2 separate regions of the Mus musculus genome follow, and region 2 is linked to region 1. The links are chromatin contacts, called in public HiChIP or PLAC-seq maps. All regions are on one chromosome and are shown on one strand. Each heading gives the region's core, a stretch centred on a gene start, on an enhancer-like site or on the middle of the called end of the contact. The rest is flanking DNA. Distances are from core to core; before and after follow the strand shown. Region 1 overlaps Frmd4a (FERM domain containing 4A). Region 2 overlaps Frmd4a (FERM domain containing 4A).

Region 1 (4,131 bases), core at 483-2,982:
CCCTGATGTACATGACCTAGGGTGGCTGTGACCTACTGAAGATGCAGTCTCTGAGATAAACCTGTTCCTGATCCTTCCTCTTCGTCCCATCCTCGCTCAGCCTCCCTCACTTCCCAGTCAACTCTTAGTACATTGTCGACACTGGTCCTGAACCCACTGCTTCACAGAGCCTTTCCCATTCTGCCCTCGTCCCTGCTGTGTGGCTCTTTATCCTCTCCCTGTCACTTGGCTGGCAGAGGACTGTGTAAAACTGGAGGCTGTCACTCATCCTTGTCCCTCCCCTTGGCTCCATCAGTGCCTTATGTGGAACTTGTCTTGGAATCCACAAGGCCCTGGCCTACCGTAGGTGACCTGTCTCTGAGCACTTCTTACTCAACCCCTCTTTGAGTCCCTGAAGCAGGGTCTCACTGCCCCATCTCCATCTCTTTTGGACTGTCGGTGGCCTAGAGTCAAGCCTGGGTGACATGCCAGCAGCAGATCCAGAGACTTTGAAACTGCCCATCTAACCAATCCTGTAGCAGGCAGCTTCTGTAAGGCCATTAAGAGGGTCTCCTTTCTAGACTCTGAAACTGCTGGATGCCCTGTGATGGGTGACCATAGAATAGGCCAAGTTGGACCCCGCAGTTACACAAAGTTACTTTGGTTTACAGTTGAGTTCTGACCTGCCCATCTGTATACTCTGCTCACCTTACTCAAACAGGAAGGCTGTTTCTTCACCAGTTAAACACAAACAATGGAAGCCATTTGGTTCATTGAGGGTAGCCTTTGGAAACCTCCCAGCCCGGTGTCTGGTAACTAAGCAAGCATCCATCCAGTCTCCTCCCCTCAAGTGGTCATATCAGTATGAGTGTCTGTCCCCTCCTGGGAAACATACCTGTGTTTTAATAATGAAAATAAGTAATGGATAATAACGCTGTAGATTCCGTAGGGAACCTGAAATGCAGGGTCTCAGAATTCCATGGATAGACTATCAGATACTTCTGGGCAAACTGACTACTCAGAACCGTGAGGTCATAAGGAAGAGCTGAACATTTATTCTCCAGGGGCTGGGGAGAGCTTCCTAAGTGGGAGGAAACTTTTCTACTTATAGAAAGCATGACCGTGCCCCCGCCACATTGGGGAGGGGGTGGAATGTGCTGGGCCTCAATGTGTGCGGAGTCTGGCTCAGGGTTATTTTGATTTCCATTAACATTCTCTTCTATACGTATTTAACCATAATTGAACACATGTGCTTCTGTTTTATTTGCACTCAGTTCATCAAAGTGTCCCTTACAAGTCTGAACTATACCACCAGAGCCTCTAGTTTTTCAGCGAAACCCCCACTAATACCCCTGGGAAACAGGAAGTTGCATTTACTGAAATATAAATAAATTCAGCTCCCAAGGGCTTTGCCGGGGCTGGGGTCACAGGAGAGGCAACCATGTACTGTATTCTCTCAGAACACAACCCTGGAAGAACAAAACCCTGTAACTCCGGACATATAAGTGTTTGCATCCATCCTTTGTTCAAAGCTGTGACACCTTCTAGTGTGATTGTGGAAAATCAAGAGACCCTACAGACTGGGGTGAATGTCTGAGTATCGGTGCAGATGTAGCCTCTGCTCTGGGGACAAATGACATGTAACCTGAAACCTCTCTCCAAAGATATCCAAGGGCTCCTTCTCTCGCAGCCTCTCCCCTCTCGCTCACCCTCTGCTCGCCCCAACCGCACACATGGAACCAATTATGAACAAAGCCTGATTGTTGTACACTCGGACTTTCCCACGTGGGCCCGCTGCTTTCTTTAACTGCCTCTTAGTGTGTGTCTGCGTGGGAGGACCCTGCCCACCGTTCGTTCCAGCCCAGCACCACAGCTTCCCAGTCCTCCAGGTCTCTCTGCTCTGATTCATTCCTTAACAGCATAAAACCTCTCTTCCCTTCCCGCCCACCCCCATTTCCTATTAGGTTTGTCTGAATAAACAGAACTTTCTTTTCCATCACTCTAAATAAACTGAGCTCAGGGGTTTGTGGAGAATAAAGAAAAGCTAGTTCCCAGCATGGGAGCAACATCAGGCTAAGCCTGGGATCCCCTCAGAGGAAGTGACCGTCACTTCATGAAAACCAGGGCAGACGTGTGTGTGTGTGTGTGTGTGTGTGTGTGTGTGTGTGTGTGTGTGTGTGTATGAGTGTGTATGAGTGTATGTGAATGTGAGTGTATGAGTATGTGTATGTATGAGTGTGTGTGTAGAACTTTTTTCTTTTCCTCAAGAGAAGCAAACAAAAATTCCATTACTTGTGACCTTTCTCTGCAATGGAAGTGAGCTGATTTGAGGAGGTGAATTGATAGGAATGGGGTGGGGGTGTTAACTGGCGATGTAGCCATTACAAATGCTATAGAATGTTAAAACTATAGCCTACTTGAACCACCTGTTGAAATGCCACCTTAATCAGAAAAGAATCGGCTGATGTGGCAGATGTGGATGAAGCTGCGCTTGAGTCTTCTCAAAGCTTTGTGAAACCACACGTGACTTAGTCCTGCTCGCTAGCAGGCATAAAAAGCGAATGTCCTAGAGCAAATGTGGCGTCTCAGCAGGTGAGGGCACTTGCCACCAAACCTGAAGATTTGTGTTTGGTCCCCCGGACTGACGGCTAGAAGGAGAAAACTGATTCCCGGGTATTGTCCTCTGACCGCACCACTACTGGGGAGTTCCCCAAGCCGACACCCCCATGCACACAGGCACACAAAATAAAAAAATAATGTAAAAAATTTAAACAAACAAACAAAAAACAACATTCTAAGCACATTTGCACAAGGTGGGGCACACACAACAACTTTGGTCTGATTCATCTGAACCATGCATACAAAGGTAGCAAAGACAGGTTTCTTTCTCCCACCACAACCCCCACCTCCCTTCCTGTGGACTGCATTCATATAATTAATTTGATGCGTACATTTATTTTCTGTTGGAGGCACTAGTGGGAAAAAACATTCGTGTCTGATGTTCAGTTTCATAGAGGTAATTTATGAATCCAAAGAGACCCTCAATCCTCCTGTGTATTGTTCCTAGTCTTCAAATATTTTTTAATGTTTAGAAGAGAATGAAATCAGAATGCAGGATTTTGAATTAATCTCTGCTGCAGATGTAGGGGAGATTCCACTTAGTCCTTTTAAGGGAAGCACGTGACCTACTGTACAGCCGAGGGGCTTGGGCATCACGTGGTGGGGTGAATAATGCGTCCGATACTCCCTTGATGAGACAACTGACCTGGTTGCCATCCGAAGCCCGGAGAAGCCAAGTTGACATTTCTGGATCATTCTCCTCACAAGCACCACGTACCCACTCCTGGGGCAGCAGGTCACGCTGAGCCAGAGCTGCAGGGACAGCTAGAAGGAAGCTGAAGGCGCTGCTTCACACAGCTGAAGTTGGAGAACTTGGGCTGTTTTCCTTTCTCCCCCATCCCCCACCTCCTGACCAACCACATCTTAATTCACTGGGCAGAAAACGCTTTCAGCGTTTAGATATTTGGGAAACCTCTCCAGAAGACCACAGTTTAGCTCTGAGAAGGACGCTAGCTAGTCTCTCTTTGCTACTAGCAACACACACACACACACACACACACACACACACACACACACACACACACACACACACGATCACTCCCAGCTCCACACCATGGTAGTTCAGACTGCCGTGACTCCAAACAGACCTCAGAGACTTCTGAAAATACCTTATGGATCTCTGAGAAGGCGCAGCGTGGAGAGGGTAAGCTACGTGGCTGTAGTCGGCTGTTTGTTTTCATTAAGCAGTTGCTACAGACTAGAGATGCTGGTTTACATTGTGCTACTGCTACTGATGTTGCTACTGATGTTTTTCCTGGGCAATAGGGGAACTTCCTGCGGCTGCAGATACGATTCTATTTTCTATATGGTGATGTTCTCTCTCTCTCTCTCTCTCCCTCTCCCTCTCCCTCTCCCTCTCCCTCTCCCTCTCCCTCTCCCTCTCCCTCTCCCTCTCCGTCTCTCTCTCTCTCTCTCTCTCTCTCTCTCTCTCTCTCTCTCTCTCTCTCTCTCTCTCTCTCTCTCTGAACAAATAAGGCTGAGAATTCTGAAATGGAAATGTCTGTCAGTTGCAGATGCCAGAGGAAAGATGAA
Region 2 (4,291 bases), core at 635-3,134, 180 kb after region 1:
AATAAATAAAGATATCAAACTTTCCAAAAGAAAGAAGAAAGGTGAGCAGTGACTGAGTAACAAAACAACAAAACCCAAGCTATCCTGACTCCCACATGCACACACACACATGCACACCTGTACACACACATGTGCACCTCACATAAAAGTGACTTTTGGAGCAGTGGTGTGGACAGAAGCAGAGGCAAGGGCAAAGCCCGAGCTTACTTACAAAAGGAGTAGGGTCAGTCCTGGGGCTGCAGCCCATAGGGCACCGAGGTAGAAGGCAGTCTTGCTGGTCTTCTCTGGTCTAGACGGACCTGCACCAGCAGACCAGGAGAGATGCAGGCAGGTAATAAAGAAGAAATGCTTTAAATAGCACATGTGTAGAAAGAAAAACTGACTTTCATGAACACAAGCATTCTCTCCCGTCCCTGCTGAGAATCCCCAGAAGCATGATCCCCTAATTACTCTCCATGCCGCCACTGATTGGAAGGAAACTGTAAGTCTCAACTAATCACAGCCCCATTGTTCCCATTTCCCAAGTTAGTTTATTCCATTCAAGAAGACTATGAACTCTGGACAGTCCCAGTTAGACTTCCCGGAGTCAACAGGAGTCAAAGAACTTGCATGTTATCTTAGGCCAGAGAGGAAGAAGCCTATATGCTGAGGATGACAGACCACAGCCCTGAGAGCCAAGAGCAATTGATTAGACGGATGAAAAGGGGAAAGGAGGACACAAAAGCCACACCTCAGAGGCAGGAGGGGCACACCCCAGAGTCTGATGGCCATCCTATAAGCCTTTGTGGGAGCTGAGCTCTCTGGAGTCTCTGCTGGCCTGAGAGCCTGCCTGCCTGGGTGTCTGTGCATTCATTCATGTAACGCACATGTACAGAAGGCCCTCTTGAGAGGAGCATCGTGCTCCCCATAGCAGGAACTCCCAACCATCCTTCTGGCTGGTCTTGAGACTGCACAGGCCCCTAACACCTCCTCCCATATCTGAGTGTGAGGCCATCTCCAGCCATAGCACCAGTAGCCGGCCACCATCATGAAAAAGAGTTGGGCCACCTGTTGGTCACTGAATGCGAGCTGGCAGGTATGTCTGGTGCACTAGGGGACTTACAGCAGGTGTCAGTCCTAGAGAAAGTCAAGCCTCTGAGAGACAGGCCAACTGGACAAGGGCCAGGGTGACTTAGGGGACAGTCCTTGGTGGCCTGATAATACCTGGGCCTACATACATCTCTGGGCCTCTCTGGTAATCGGAACATTTCTCCTTTCCATTTTAAGAAAGGGAAGCACTAAGGTCGCCCCTTGGACTTGTGCCTGGTGGTGCTCTGGGTCTGTGATTCCTAGGTCCAGAAGCATGAGCTTGGCTTTTGCTCTGCTTCTCCATGCCAAGAAGTGCTAACACGACAGTCCCCTGCATGTGTGTGTGTGTGTGTGTGTGTGTGTGTATACGCACAAGTACACACATGCAGCTGCTGATAATCAAACCCAGGACCTCAAGTATCATAACCACAGAGCCACATCCTCATCTCAAAAGGAAACATTTTAATAACTGTGTTCAAATTGAGTAAGTATGTTCCCAAGGTGTTTTTGTTCACATGAGTGTGCACCCACTATACTCTGTTTTACCCACACACAGACACACGTGCATTTGTACTAGCACGCACACACACACACACATCAAAAATGTCTAAATTTTAAAGCACTATTTAAAGATCAAATTTCTCCCAGGGCCTATGCTTCAGAAAGTCTCTAGGTTGTCCAAACTGCCCTCCTTTGCCCAGTCTATCACAAATGGGAACAGTGAAAGATGAATGCCCTCCTTATTTGGACAGAGTGAGTGCAAGTTGAAAGTGACTAAGTGCAATTGAATCCTAAAGGAAATTCCGTGGGACCTGGTGACATTTGAGTAGAGCCTATGGCTTAGGTCATCCAGCAGTGGCCTTGCATCATGGCTCTGCTGAGTTCTCCAGAGTTTGCCAGATGCTGCCGAGGGAAGCTGGGCGGCGGGTGAAGGGAGGCTGTGAGATCTTTGCAGCTCTTCTATAATTATTTCCAAATTAAAAGCCTCAAAACAAAGTAACAACGGAGAAGGAAGAAGTGGGATCAACACTGCAGACTGGTTACGAGCAGCATTCAGTATTCTCAGTCCTGAAGTTTTACACTGTGGGCTGTGGTACTTTATAAATAAATACCAATTATTGGGGGAATAGAGAAGCTTCCAATACCCCACCCCCTTTCTCTGAGGGTTCCATCTAGGCCCCACAAAACGTCATTGCCAGAATTCACACTGACAGGATGGCGGACAACCTATAACCTGAGAGCCCCACATTTTGCTGGATCCCCCTGCTGCCCAGGAAGGGCCGATGCCGACCCTTGAACTTGTCCCCGAGTGCGTGACCTGATCTGTTGGTGATTCCTGTGTCCACAAACACTAGCCAGCTTTCCTCTGCCTTTCCATACCCCACACTTACAGAGTGGCTTGGAACTTACAGCCACTCTGCAGGTCTGAGCCCTGCCTGATTTGAACTGAAAATAGGCAGGTTAACATGTGCTACCACAAGCTGCCACAGACCAATGACAACATTAGTGTGTGTGTGTGTGTGTGTGTGTGTGTGTGTGTGTGTGTGTGTGTATGTGTGTGTGTGTGTGTGTGTTTGCCTGCATTTGTATATGTGCAGCACATGCATGCTGTATCCACAGAGGTCAGAAGAGAGGGTATCGACTCTCCTAGAATAGCGGCTCTCAACCTGCAGGTCCTGACCCCTTTGGGGTCACATATCAGATATTTACATTACGATTCATTACAGTAGTAAATTACAATTATGAAGTAGCAATGAAATAATTTTATGGCTGGGAGTCACGTTAACATGAGGAACTGTATTAAAGGGCCGCAGCATTAAGAACGTTGAGAACCACTGCCCTAGAAGGACTGGCATTGCAGATCGTTTGAACCACCGTGTAGGTGCTGAAAACCAAACCTCGGCCCTCTGCAAGAGCAACGCATACTCTTAACCACTTAGCCATCTCCGCAGCCCCTTAGAATGCTTATTGACTTGTGGCTGGAGCCAGGGTTCCTGTCCAGCTTGGCCACATAGTGGAAGGACCCAAGACACTTTAAACTGACTTTTTTGTCCTTGTTTTGTTTTTTCCGTCAAAGATCCTCCATTGGTTCTGATATAGCCAAGTCCAGAAGTCCTGTTTCAGGGCCGGGAATGTCTTTATGTTCCCTTGACCCAGATCTAAGAACAACTGATTCCACTAGAACTTACAGTAAGGGACATATCCCAGGGACCTGAGACACTGTACAGAGGCTACCTTCCTGAAACATGGTAGAGGGGCTACTTCTGAAGGGCCCAGTCCTACAGAACCAAAGCTGCAGGATCTCCACGACACAGGGCAGCAGCAGGATATCTTGGGGGGAGTCCCAGTGAGGATCCAGTATTGATAATAAATAAATCTTAAATAAATATTTATATGAAAACATTTGTGGGAGAGAAGGCATGTAAATTTAAAATTTACAAATTTAAGGGGGCCATTTCTAACAGGTTGAGGATCAAGGCCTGCCAAGTTCAGATTTAGTCTTCCCTTCTCTATAGGGAATAAAACCGGGGGAGGGGGGGTGGGCGCAAAGGTCAGTTGTGTAGCTTGAGTACTTTCCTAGTGTGCTGAGGACCATGGGCTTGTGCAGCACCACAAAGAGAAACCCAAACAAACAAATAGCATAAATGAAATTTTCATTTATCCAACTGGCATCCATTTAGAGAGTCTTTCCTTATATTTTATTTCTTAAATACTTATAGTGTTAATTTAATTCCCAAATTTTAATATCTAAGTTAACAGCTAGTAGAAGACAAAGGATCCTCTCTTAAAAACCAAACACTAAATAACTTCAGCCAAAATAAGCAGTCGGCAGACCACAAGCTGAGGCAATGATTGTTATTGCAACTAACATTTGTCTCCTGTCCCCAGTTTTATGAATTGCCCCTCAGATGGTATAACTGAATATCCATATTGTTTAGGAATGTTTAGACGTTAGCCATTATTGCACACGTAGTTAGAATGTATTTCACATGCCAGTTAAGAAAATGAGGGGTTCACACAGATCGTTTCACCACATGACCCCTTGAAGTTTGTTAAGAATTTACATTCCATCTCTTCCACAAATGCTTGCACATAAGAGTTTTGCTTAAGTTTTAGAGGGATTGCATGCACTCTGGGACCACAGTCATGTTTAAGAACACAAAGGCAGTCACTTGAGGATTATTTCTTTCAGCTTCTTGTATCACATGTGTGTGCATGTGTG

Evidence for each region. HiChIP or PLAC-seq counts read pairs in DNA pulled down with a chosen protein or histone mark.
Region 2: a FOXA1 HiChIP or PLAC-seq map of pancreatic cancer cells shows a contact between it and region 1. The contact joins two enhancer-like sites. A contact is called at or near these places in 1 of 15 datasets of contacts at CTCF or cohesin (the NIH/3T3 cell line), 8 of 484 Hi-C or Micro-C datasets (the C2C12 cell line, bone marrow-derived dendritic cells, embryonic fibroblasts and 3 more), 12 of 115 datasets of contacts at active chromatin or transcription factors (the NIH/3T3 cell line, bone marrow-derived dendritic cells, bone marrow-derived macrophages and 8 more) and 4 of 9 other capture datasets (adipose tissue, embryonic stem cells, liver and 1 more).

What each region holds. Positions count from the first base shown.
Region 1 is chr2:4,297,264-4,301,394 of GRCm38.p6, forward strand. All of the region lies in intron 1 of Frmd4a (FERM domain containing 4A), which reads left to right. Among named protein-coding and RNA genes, the nearest start is that of Gm39752, 52 kb to the left of the region's middle. RefSeq lists an enhancer at 64-4,131. Within about 2 kb of position 1,733, at least 137 of the 459 cell types and tissues checked have an H3K27ac peak or open chromatin away from gene starts, as enhancers often do. A contact at or near this core is called in the C2C12 cell line, the NIH/3T3 cell line, embryonic fibroblasts and 1 more, where this site is marked.
Region 2 is chr2:4,475,612-4,479,902 of GRCm38.p6, forward strand. All of the region lies in intron 3 of Frmd4a (FERM domain containing 4A), which reads left to right. It overlaps Gm39751 (a long non-coding RNA gene), which reads right to left. Exons shown (of 5, transcript XR_865941.3): 4 at 212-299. Among named protein-coding and RNA genes, the nearest start is that of Gm39751, 36 kb to the right of the region's middle. Within about 2 kb of position 1,885, at least 44 of the 459 cell types and tissues checked have an H3K27ac peak or open chromatin away from gene starts, as enhancers often do. A contact at or near this core is called in the C2C12 cell line, the NIH/3T3 cell line, embryonic fibroblasts and 1 more, where this site is marked.